2 separate regions of the Anser cygnoides genome follow, and region 1 is linked to region 2. A link is a contact called in public Hi-C data. All regions are on one chromosome and are shown on one strand. Each heading gives the region's core, a stretch centred on a gene start, on an enhancer-like site or on the middle of the called end of the contact. The rest is flanking DNA. Distances are from core to core; before and after follow the strand shown.

What was found. A called contact is a pair of places that touch in the nucleus more often than the background predicts.
Region 1: a Hi-C map of liver shows a contact between it and region 2, with 4 times the contacts expected there. The contact joins the enhancer-like site here to the promoter of HSP90AB1 in region 2. A contact is called at or near these places in 2 of 7 Hi-C or Micro-C datasets (both in liver).

What each region holds. Positions count from the first base shown.
Region 1 is chr3:33,917,347-33,923,243 of Taihu_goose_T2T_genome, forward strand. The region is part of intron 1 of TMEM63B (transmembrane protein 63B); the gene reads right to left. Among named protein-coding and RNA genes, the nearest start is that of MRPL14, 9.8 kb to the right of the region's middle. Within about 2 kb of position 4,180, at least 2 of the 3 cell types and tissues checked have open chromatin away from gene starts, as enhancers often do. A contact at or near this core is called in liver, where this site is marked.
Region 2 is chr3:33,830,830-33,836,834 of Taihu_goose_T2T_genome, forward strand. It overlaps HSP90AB1 (heat shock protein 90 alpha family class B member 1), which reads right to left and starts at 1,786. Exons shown (of 12, transcript XM_066993843.1): 1 at 1,673-1,786; 2 at 1,191-1,334; 3 at 839-1,045; 4 at 398-557; 5 at 60-193. The coding sequence starts at 1,334. It overlaps SLC29A1 (solute carrier family 29 member 1 (Augustine blood group)), which reads right to left. Exons shown (of 14, transcript XM_048080133.2): 13 at 4,309-4,508; 14 at 3,164-4,052. The coding sequence ends at 3,941.

The sequences.
Region 1 (5,897 bases), core at 2,930-5,429, 89 kb after region 2:
AATCAAACGCTTGGGTTCCAAATATATCTACCTGTCACTTTCCCTGCGAGCTCCCAGGCTGTACATCTAGCAGAAAGAACCCGAGTTTGTCTGCCAGCCTGTACTTTATAAACAAATCCTGCTTACTGTTTGGCCTCCCTTATTTCCTGCAAGCATATGCTCGATGTGATACAGCAAACGCAACGCACGTTTAGCGGTGAGACTGATGAGGCGCCGGACTTCTCGCTGCGTATTTTGCAGAGCTGTGGCCATGGGGTGACCAAGCCCTGCTTGGGAGCTCCTTGGTGCTATGCTTATATGCGTAAGCCCCCCAAAACACCTTCTGGTTTATGGATCCCAGTAGCACACGGGCTGTTTCATTTCTCTGGGGGAGAATGAATACTTATCGGGGATCTTTGCTGCACAAATGCCACTTCTCCTTCACAGTGCTCAAAAGCTGAACTGTTCAGGTGCATCACATCTGGCTTGGCTGAAACACAGATCTCCCTGGTGGTCTCTTACTCTGAATTTTAACATCCCTCCTCAATTTAAGTGATCAAAAGCCATCTCATCAGTTTTGCACAGGTTCACATTTTTAGCAGAAGCTCTGCACCTCTCATCCCCGTTTCCTTTGTTCATCAGTAAGCTCACCTTGTCTTGGAGCTTCCTGTTTATCTCTGATCTTAATCCTCTCCCTAGGGGAGCATTAACATATCTGCCTTCCCTCGTGCCCTGTATCTGTCCCCTACCAGTCTTCACAGACTGGATATTCTCATCCGCACCCAGCTTTCCCTCCTGAAGTGCAGGATCTCTCTTTCCTAAAACCAGGTTTCTGAGCTAGTCTCTCAAGGTCACATTCACTGTTTCCTCCTCCTCACTTCTGCATGGCAGGAAATCTACCTCCTTGCAGCGCTGAGCTCAAATACACAGGAATTTTGTCCGCTGGGCACAATTGCAAGCCCTTACCTACAGGGCGATCAGCACTTCCACCAAGGAAACCCTCAGTGATGCAAGTCACCGCGCAACGCCGAGGAACATCTCAGTTGTCAGAGCTGCCTCCCCAGGGGCTGGCAGGATGTGCTGCTGCATCAGCCCTTTTCCGTGGTCCTTACACAGACTGCAGCTCTGAGTGGTTGCGGGCAGGGATGGCCTCACCTCTTCCTCGCTGCACTGCTAGAGTAGTGCTTGCCTGGCAGGGTTGGTCTACAAAGGACCTCCAGTGCGGGCAGGCAACAAAGGGCAACGTAATCGCAGCCCTGCGGCACGCGGAGCCGAGCTCTCATCACAGCTGCACGCTGATAAGAGGTTCAGCAGCCAAAGCCAAAGGAGGAATGAAGTCAATTGTTCCTCAACAACAGCCGACATCAGCAAAGGGCCCTCCCAGCGAGAGGTCTGGATGCGGCCAGCAAGCCAGGACAGTTAGAGAAGAACATCCAGGAACCGGCACTCTGCATCCAGTGGGGAAAGCTCAGTGCTGACACAGCACCTGGTACACGCAGCAAGGTGACCTTGGCCATGAGAACGTCCAACCCGGGACACGGAGACACTGGGAAATCCTTGAGGTTTTACGACACATCGTTCCCCGCACATACCCTGCCTCAGCAGCTACTGAACTCATCAGGGAAGGCAAGAGAAGTTGCACGGTCCACGGGGCAGGGCTAGACAACCAATTCTGAGTTCCTGCTGCGAGCTGAGTAAGTAACAAAGGTCATAGCAGAGCGAGGTGGACACTAAACACAGCCTTGAGACTCACCCTTGTCCCCGAGCCCTTATCCACACAGCTGCAGATGGACAGCTGGGCCCCTCTCGGTGTGTCAGTGCTGGAAGACGTCCTGGTTCCTCTTCTGCAGGATGCTTGCTCTGCCGCTGCCAGAGGGGCCTACACCACAGACAGGGAAACCCCTGCACCTGCTGGGCAGCACGAGGGTTGGACACCTCCTTTTGAGTTTTCGGGTAGATCTCGGACTGCCGGGCAGGGGTCTGTAGCCAGGAGCCACGCACACGCGCCAGGCTGGGGACGCTGGGCCCGCAGCCAGCCAGCAGCACGTGAGAGATGCTGAGCGGGCTGTTCTTTTCACCGGCCTCTCTCCACCCTCTGGGCTTGGCAAGAGGAGCCGGGCCCAGCCTGGGAACACAGGGAACAAAGTGCCGGTCGGGCGCTGGGCACGGAGCTGACGGCACCCGGCCAAGAGCAGGGACACAGAAGTGGCACTTGAAGGCAAGCAGCCCGGCTCCCAGAGCCGCAGATAAAGGTGTGGGAGATAAAGCGGTTGCTTAGGCTTGAAGAAGGGCACTGAATTTTAGGCGAGGCGCAGCAGCGCAAGCCTTGTGTCATCTGGAGTCCTATCTCAACGTTAGGATAAACAAAGAAATGGTACTTTAATTGGGCAAAGCCACTTTGAGTCACTGTTTACGCGGAGCACAGCTCCACAAAGGCAAATATCAAACCTAAGAAAGTCCATCGAAGGCTTGCAGGTGGTAACACGGGCTCCTCTTGCCCACAGCCCCTTCTCGCACATACCAAGACCACTGAAATCCTGACTTGACCTGAAGGAGGCTGATCACTGCCGGATGGCATGCTGGAGAGGATGATCGTGCTGTTCCATCTCTCGTTTCTGAATCAGGACAACACACCGCAACAGGACAACTACACGAAATGACAAATCACCTGTTGAAGCTGCAGCTGCGGCCTCTAATGCAACATGACAGACCAGCAAACAATCCCTCCAGAGTTTTCCTTTTAGGAGTAAAGTTTGGCCTTCCCAAACGCATCACAGTAGCAGGAGTATAGCAACAATTAATGGATAATGGCATTCAGAGTTTAATTACTAATTAATAACCCAGATGAGGTTGCTGTTCAGTATTTCTCCCAACACAAATCTAGCCTTGGCAGCCGTACGGGCTAATGCTTGTGAAGATATTTCTCCAAGGATCCTCATGCAAAAGAAATCACCCCTGCTCAGGAAAGCTCCTAAGTACACACTTATCTTGAAATGCTCTCACTGAAGTGATCACAACTTAAACACACAGCTAAATTAAAGTGTTTGCCTAAAAAGGGACAGACTCGAGCACTGTGCTCTGCTTCAAGCACCAGCTGTTTTCCAAGACCATTCACTGACCCCAGGCTACGTGTACTGGTTATCAGCCCAGCCCCAGTCGAGCATCTCATGGTAGAGGCAGCAAAGATCAAGTAGCTTAACCAGAATTTGTCTCTGATGATGAGAAATAGGTTCCTGTGGTACACTTTACAGCGACAACTGCCACATGCTGCCTTTGTGTTCATACCCTGAGAGGTCACAGAGCACTGTTTCAGTCACAGTGGGGCCAAACACCTAAAGCCTTGTCCCCTCTCCCTGGCCTACCCTCTCATTTCCCATTACCTTCCAGCACGGCTGCCTCCCATGGCGTTCAAACTGTCTGCAGCAGAAGAGGAAAGCGAGCTTTCTTTGTTTTTAAATAAACACGGCAGTTCGAGAAGCGCCAACTGTTCTGATGAAATTCAGTTTACCCCACTTAAATCAACAAACATTCAGACATCCTCGTAGCTGTCCCATTTTTGCATACCGGGACACGCTTGAACCTTGTTGCCAGACTCGCTACACATCATCAGCGTTAGCGTCAGGGCTTATCAGGCTCTTGGCAAACGCTGCCACACACAACAAACACGGCCTTTGCATTTCTGTTGCTGTTATAGAGCCTTTTTTTTTTTCCAAAATACCCCATAGGTATTCCACAAAAAAAAACAAACAACGGAAAAGGAAAAAAACCACCCCCCCAAAACCTCTTGCTGGGAAGGCGATCTCCAGACACGAAGCGCAGAGCTCCATTACTGTGTGATGGATGACAGTCCTCCCAGCACGCCCTTTCCAGATCACCGTGCAGAAAGACTCGTGCCACTCACCAGAGGTAAGGTAGGAACCATTTAAAGGACATTTTGTCAATGGAGAAGGCACAGCACCACCGCCTCGCCTCACAAACCAGTCAGCATGCTCCCAGGGGGCCTTTAGCCTGGCGCTTCCTAGGCGCCCTCATGGCTCCGAGGGGCCAGCCCGACACTCCAGCAGAGCACCAGGCAGGTTTACCTGCCTTAAACCAGGCCGTGGAAAAGTACAAGGAGGCAGGAGGGCAGCACCTCCTCCAGCCTCCCCCGTGAGGCCGGCCGGCCGCCGCCAAGCTGCCCGCTTGTTTGTGCTCGAGGCCTGTCAGGGTAATCGCGCCACAGCCCCGTAAGCAAGCAGCAAGGCTGGAATTTCCCCCCTGGCAGCCTGCCCTGCTCTGATGCCACCTGACTGGCATCCCGATCAAAGCCTCCGAGGAATCCCGAGTAGGGGAATCAGGGCCAGCCGCCGCACGTGGGGCGGAGGGCAGGGTGCAACGCTGGGGCCACGGTTGACCCTGCTGGGCTCCACGTTGCACTTACACCCGCGTGTCACCTCCTGCTTACAGCAGGTCATCAGACATCCGTGGTCCTGGCAATGCTGTGGGTTTTGAGTTTCATCTGAAAACGGCACACGTGTAGGGACACCCATGTGTGACTGGGCCCAAAGCTTTACCCCGCTACTGCAAATTGTGGCATCCTTGTCTCCGCATTAAACACCTGCAGCCCGAAGCAGCCACGTGCACATCACTCCTTCCTGCTGAATCCCGCTCACTTTCAGGTCTCCGCAGTGCCCCCATCCACACATCAGCAGGGCTGGGGACACCTTTCCAGGGCCAGGTGGAGCAGAGCTGGTGCTCAGGCAGCTTCCCAGCCGTGCCCACTGCGGCCTCATCACACCACAGCCGTGCTCACGGCGCCCAGGCCCAGGTCCTGCGACGCCTGCGCTCGACAGCAGGCAAAGCTCCCAATATAGCATCAGCCACCTATTTATAACACGCTGTTTACCAACACCAAGCGCTCTCTCGGTGGAAGTGAGATGAGTCAAGGGAGCATGAGCGCTCTGGATCCCCCTCCTGTCATGGGAGGATCAGGAGACAGTGGAAGGGTGACCTGTGGTTGATCACCTGCAGCTCCCTCACCAATGGGATCATACTCGAGGGCATGCTCAGTATATATATTTTTTATATCAGACCCCTAAGCTCTGGGTAGATCTTCCTGTTGATTAGATCCACCACACAAGAGCACGAACATCCCCTTTCAGCGTGCTCCAGGCTCTGGAAGCACCGAGTGCCATATGGTCTTCAACACCTGCTTTAATGTGGGGTCTCCAAAAGCCTCCCGACAGCCCGTGACCTTCTTCCAGAAGCTCGATGGAGGGCTGCTGGCTGCTACGGGGCTGTGACAGGGGGGCTCAGGCAGTGCCTGTCTCCTGCAGAGGGACCACGACGCTGCTGGCTGGTGGGCCTCTGGCAAGCACAGCCCCCAGCTGCCACCCTGCCACCCCCACGGAGAGAGGAATGGGATTTCAGGGGATGTAGGCAGCAAGGACATCTGACTGCCTTCGGCGGCAGGCAGAGACGAGCACAACAAAGTTTGTTACGGGTCTCAAAGCAGGGCTGGGTGGGAGAGGGGTTACAAAGCCCAGGCACACGTGACCACCTCTTGTTTTGGGATATTGTCCAGGAGCTAGGCTCCTGAGCAGCAGAAGGCAAGAAGCACTCTCTGCTGCCCAAGGCATACCCCCACCAGGCAGCTAGAAACAGACCCCGCAGTGATGCTGCTGAACTGAGCATCCATATGGTGGCGGATCAGAGCCTTGAAGCCCATCCAGGCAGAACAACCAGTGCCAGCTCCTGGCTCCTCCTAAAGCCACCACCGCATTTTCCATTCCTCCCTCCTGGCTGAGCCCAGCTGTCTCTCCATGCCAGGCTCATTTTTAGAACCTCGCATTTTCCTCTCCTTCTCAGAGAAAGCTATTGCTTTCCTGCCTTCAAACACTCAGCACACCTCCCATCCCACCAAGAGGGTAATGGACCTC
Region 2 (6,005 bases), core at 536-3,035:
ACCCCCCTCACTCCTTCCTCCAGCTTTCCCGGGGTCCCCCCAGTTCTTCTCTTACATACATAAAGCGTGATGGGGTAGCCGATGAACTGAGAGTGCTTCTTCACCACCTCTTTGACTCGCCTCTCCTCCAAGTACTCTGTCTGGTCCTCCTTCAGATATAGGATCACTTTGGTGCCTCGTCCGATGGGCTCACCTGTAGCGTTAGAGGACAAAGATTTTTGCCTCAGAGCACTGTTTTAAAGGGCAGAGTACAACAGGGACTAACTCCTTGAGCCTAACCGCTGCTTGATATCTCAAAATTAACAAGAGTGATTAACAGGACAGCCCAGCTCTATGGAGAACCAAGGAAAGGGTCATGCCTAGCAGAGAGATGCACTTGGCTTTGTCCGACACGTACCATGGTCAGTCCGGACAGTGAAGGAGCCCCCAGCTGAAGACTCCCAAGCATACTGCTCATCGTCATTGTGCTTGGTAATGACAACAACCTTCTCAGCCACCAGGTATGCAGAGTAGAAACCCACACCAAACTGCCCAATCATGGAGATGTCTGCACCAGCCTGTAGAGGTGGAGAAACACTAATGGAGTAGAAAGGACACAGAAAAGGTGAGCAACTGATTCAACCAACAAAGAACTGCATCAGTATGCACACATTAAGGAGCGAGTGCCAGCAGGCAGCCAGCCCTACCCTCAGCACCTCCCTGCTACTGTAGAGGTGGGAAAACACATTCCAGGAGGCCAGCAGCTCCCACGGCCGGAAAGCCAGCAGGGCTGGGGTTATACAACAATGCCAGACTGCGCCCAGGCCTTTGGGATCCCGGACACCCCTAAATAACCCACCTGCAGGGCTTCCATGAAGGCCTTGGTACCGGATTTGGCGATGGTGCCCAGGTTGTTGATGAGATCAGCTTTCGTCATCCCGATGCCCGTGTCCACCAGGGTGAGCGTGCGGTCCCGGGGGCTGGGGACGATGTCGATCTTGAGGTCCTTACCGCTGTCGAGCTTTGAGGGGTCGGTCAGGCTCTCGTAGCGGATCTTGTCCAGCGCCTAGGGGAGGAGGCGATGCTTCCTGCTGCCTCGCTGCCCAACACCCACCTCCCCTCACCGCCGCAAGCCTCGCAAGCCACCCAGGTCTCCCCAGAGGGCCCCCCCCAGCCTCCCCCACGCCCCCAGCAGACGAGGGGCTGCTCACGTCGGAGGCGTTGGAGATGAGCTCCCGCAGGAAGATCTCCTTGTTGGAGTAGAACGTGTTGATGATGAGCGACATGAGCTGGGCGATCTCCGCCTGGAAGGCGAACGTCTCCGCCTCCTCCTCCTCGCCGCGCATCTCGGGCATCTGCGGGGGGAGCGCAGGGCGCTAGGGGTGGGAAGGGAAGGGAAGGGAAGGGAAGGGAAGGGAAGGGAAGGGAAGGGAAGGGAAGGGAAGGCCCAGCCCCGCTCCTCACCGTGCCGGCCGCGATCGTCCGCCGCAAGGAGCCGCCCCCGCCCCCCCGCCGCCCTTTTATAGGCTCGGTGCCGCCCCGCCCCAGCCGGCGGCTCCCTCCGCCTTAAAACGGCCACGGCCGGCGCTGCTTCCCGCCGCCGCTCAGCGGAGCCTTGCCACGGCCTCCCGACCCCTCACTCCCTCCTCACGGCTCATCAGACGCTGCGGTGCCCTCCTCTCCCCGCTCTCACCCGGCTCGGCGCGGCAGTCCCGCCGGTGGCCCGCCCCCCCCCTCCCCGGTGCTCGTTTAACGGCGGCGGGCCGGGAGGGGGGCGAGGGACTACTTCCCGCGGGCGGCGGCGGAGGAGCACGGCGAGGGGAGAGGGGGTGCGGCGGCTCTTCCAGAGGCTTCCAGAAGGGCGGGGGGCGGCCGTTGGGGGCGGGTGGGTCCCGCGCTGCTGAGGGGGCTCGGCCGCCTGTGGGGGCTGTGAGGGGCCGGGGCGGAGCCGGCCCTGTCAGGGGGAGATCCGCGTCGCCAGGGGGCGCTCCGGCTGTTCGCAGCCCCTCACCGCCCGCAGGCCTCGGGTGCTTCCTTCACAGCATCGCGGGATCACCTAGGGTGGAGGAGGCCTCGGAGATCACCCAGTCCAACCTCTGACCTAACACTAACAAGTCCTACACTAAACGGTATCACTAAGGGCTACATCCAAACGTCTTTTAAAGACCTCCAGGGATGGTGACTCCACCACTTCCCTGGGCAGCCCGTTCCAATGCTTAATAACCCTTTCGGTAAAGAAGTACTTCCTAATATCCAACCTTAAACTCCCCTGTCGCAACTTTCGCCCATTCCCCCTCATCCTGTCACCAGGCACGTAGGAGAACAGACCAACCCCCACCTCGCTACAGCCTCCTTTCAGGTAACTGTAGAGAGCGATGAGGTCTCCCCTGAGCCTCCTCTTCTCCAGGCTGAACAACCCCAGCTCCCTCAGCCGCTCCTCGTAAGACTTGTTCTCCAGACCCCTCACCAGCTTGGTCGCCCTTCTCTGGACTCGCTCGAGCACGTCCATGTCCTTCCTGTAGCAAGGGGCCCAAAACTGAACACAGTACTCGAGGTGCGGCCTCACCAGAGCCAAGTACAGGGGGACAATCACCTCCCTAGACCTGCTGGCCACACTGCTTCTTATGCAGGCCAGGATGCTGTTGGCCTTCTTGGCCACCTGGGCACACTGCTGGCTCATATTCAGCCGACTATCAACCAATACTCCCAGGTCCTTCTCTGCCAGGCAGCTTTCCAACCACTCATCTCCCAGCCTGTAGCTCTGCTTGGGGTTGTTGTGCCCCAGGTGCAGGACCCGGCACTTGGCCTTGTTGAACTTCATGCAGTTGACCTCAGCCCATCGGCCCAGCCTATCCAGATCCTCCTGCAGAGCCTTCCTGCCCTCAAGCAGATCGACACACGCACTTAGCTTGGTGTCATTCGCAAACTTACTGAGGGTGCACTGGACGCCCTCATCCAGATCATCGATAAAGATATTAAAGAGGACCGGCCCCAGTACCGAGCCCTGGGGGACTCCACTAGTGACCGGCCTCCAACCAGATTTGACTCCATTCACCACAACTCTCTGGGCCCGGCTATCCAGCCAGTTTCTAACCCAACGAAGCGTACGCCAGTCCAAGCCCCGAGCAGCCAGTTTCTCAAGGAGAATGCTATGAGGAAGCCCCTGCGGTGATAGAGACGGACACAGGTTTTAGTCTTTTTATAGAAAATGGGCAATGTACGGGTACATTGAGAGAGACACGGGAGGGGAGAGGCAGGCAGGGAGCTGGGGGGGAGCTGCCCCCTCTCCTGTTTGCAGGTGGGACCTCCTGTTTGTTACACGGCTGGGAGGCGGAAAGGAAATAACAGCAGGATCTGTGGGGAGGGAACGAAGGCAAGGAGAGGGAGAAAGCGAAGCGTGGAGACTGAGTCATGGTGTTGGCCCTCGGTCACACCACACGGGTGTCCCTTGAGCTACTGGGTGTGGCTGGAGCTCCTGCTGCCCCAGTTCTCCCTGGTAGGAGATGATGCGTGGCATGGGATGCGTCCAGGCACGCTGGAAGGAGAGAGGAGCAAGCCACTAGAGGCCTTAGGGATGGGGGCAAGAGGGGAAATAACACTGGATGCTAGCCTTCGACTCCGCCTGTCAGAGATGAGGAGGTTTAGCATGGTTTTTGGCCTTGAGCTGGGGGAGTTACGCAGCACGGGAGGCGGCTGGACCTCGTCGAGGTCCCAGGAGTCTTACACACAGCACGGGGAAGGCGAAGGCACATAGGCCTGAAGGCATCACAAGGCCAAGCGTGGCAGGAGCCAGGCCAACCCTGGAGGAGTGGAACCGTCCCTGGGTGTAACATCTGCCATGGCAGTGTGAGTTGGCAGGGGCAGGCGTGAGGTGTTATCTCCCCACAGCGCTGCGGTGTCCAGGGCCTCGGAGGAGGATGCGGAGCCATCTCGGTGTCCCTGCACCCTCTGGGTGCCTCTGCTAGACGAGAATTTGGAACAGGAAGGAGATGGAGGCTCCTAGGGCCAAGCCCAGCGCCAGGAAGAACGCCATGACTGCTCCAGCTGTCTCCGCTTCGTGGGCGAGCACTTTCCTAGGGGAGAAACAGGTGTCGGACCCCTTCCCAGGACACACACCCCGTGCCCTGGCATCAGCTCTGCTAAGAAGCAAGAGGAGGCCACCGAGGAGGCAGAGGCTGTGTTCCTCCATGGCAGGAGGCCACCAAGAACAAACCCCACCTCGCTCCAAGCACCTGCCTCCAAACCCCGGGCTTGGAGGAGAGAGAGGCAGAGCGCATTGGGCACCCGCAGCTGTAACCAGCTCTTCCCTCGTCCCCAGCCTGTACTCACTTGGGCCCGAAGCACATGCAGAGGCTGGCCAGGTAGCCGTTGGAGATGGAGAAGAAGATCATGAAGATGATGTACCAGGCGTCATGAGAGAAAACGACAGGCAGGTAGTCCCGGGGCTGCACGTTGCACAGCATGAAAAGGGGGATAAAGATGACGCGGAGGATCACCATCGCTGGCAGGAGGTAGCTGTCCTTCCCGGGCTGGGGGAGAAACGCAGGGCGCTGAGCAGCTCCGAGGTGGCTGGCACAGCAGCAAGGGCTACAGAGGCTGTCCCTGCTGCGCTGCAGCTGCAGAGGAGCCACCACACAGAGGGCAAAGCTGCCAACTATTCCTGCTGCAACAAAGCCCAGCATCACCAGCTGGTGTAAGGGACGCAGCAGGGCATCTCTTGAGCCCCTCTGCACAAGACTCCCAGACCCGCAGCTCCTGCCTGTGGTCCTTAGCACGCACCACCTGGCTCTCAGGGCTGCCCCTGCAGCAGCGACTGCTATTTCAAGCTGGCGGTGCTTCTCTCCCTCTTTATCCCCAGCCCTGGTGGTATTTGGTAGCGTGTCGCTCACAAGAAGGCTCCCGCTGCCACAGGCATCAGCTGCAGCAGGGGGCAGAGAGGGTAAGGAGCGGACAAGTGCCACAGACCCACAGCAGCACCAGAGGCTCTGGGGGCCTCCAGCTGTGGGAATGTAGCTTGAGGGGAGGGAGTGACTGCAGATGGCGCGTTCTGGTCCCCGAAAGAAGGAAGAGGCCAAAGCAGCAGTGACCGCTGCGGATTCGTCAGCAGGGCTGTGACCGGGGAACACTACTTCCCCCACAGAGACGGAGTTCACCTCGGTGGGACGTGCTGTGTCAGCCTGGCTAGCTGCTGCTCTGCCGTGACAGGGTGAGGAGGCCGGCGTGCAGAGGAGAGATGGACAGGCCACCAGTCCTACTGGGTCTGGCTACCACCTGGAAAGTCCTGTCCCAGCTGGCTTGGAGGCCGGCAGCACGAGAGCCGAAACACTGAGCTGGGCTTGTGAGCAACTGCTAAGCCCTTTCTGGAAAAAGGGGCGGTGAGGACAGCCTCGTGCACGCACACGCAACCTCCTCCCGCTGCAAACCGCTGCACAGGACAAGGCCGGCTGAGGTAAATCCCCTCTGGCACCCCAGAGCCTGCAAACTGGGCCTTAACCAGCTCTCCAGCCTCCTACGCCGTGCCCCAGCCAAGCGGGGTGAGATCCAGCAATATGGGAAAGGGATTACGCTGGGACCGTTTCGGACAGTGCTGGGAAAGGCACGGACCGAGTTACAGCCTCGGATCCTAAGAGAGGTCCTGGAGGAGCAAAGCTGGACAGGCCTTCACGGTCTGGGGTGGGAGGAGACCCCTGTCTGCCCTGGAGGTAGCCGAGGGTGCTCAGCTTCCTGAGCACGTGGCGGAGGCGATGCCAACCGTTGTGCCTGCGGGCAAACCAGCAAGAGCAGCTGCCTGTTTTGTTTGCAGAGCAGAGAGGAGGGCCCCAACCAGGGGAGCGAGGCCCAAAACCACACGCAGTCAGACTTTCCACACGGCGCTGTTTTGGAAACGTCTCCTGCTGGGTCATCCCACCGCCACAGACAAGGCAGCTCGTGGCCAAGGCAGCCAGCGGCGGTGGCCGGGGAGAAGTGGCTCCGGGCTGCAGGGGAGCCCAGCGCAGCCAGGGCCGGACAGACCCCGCGCTGCGTGC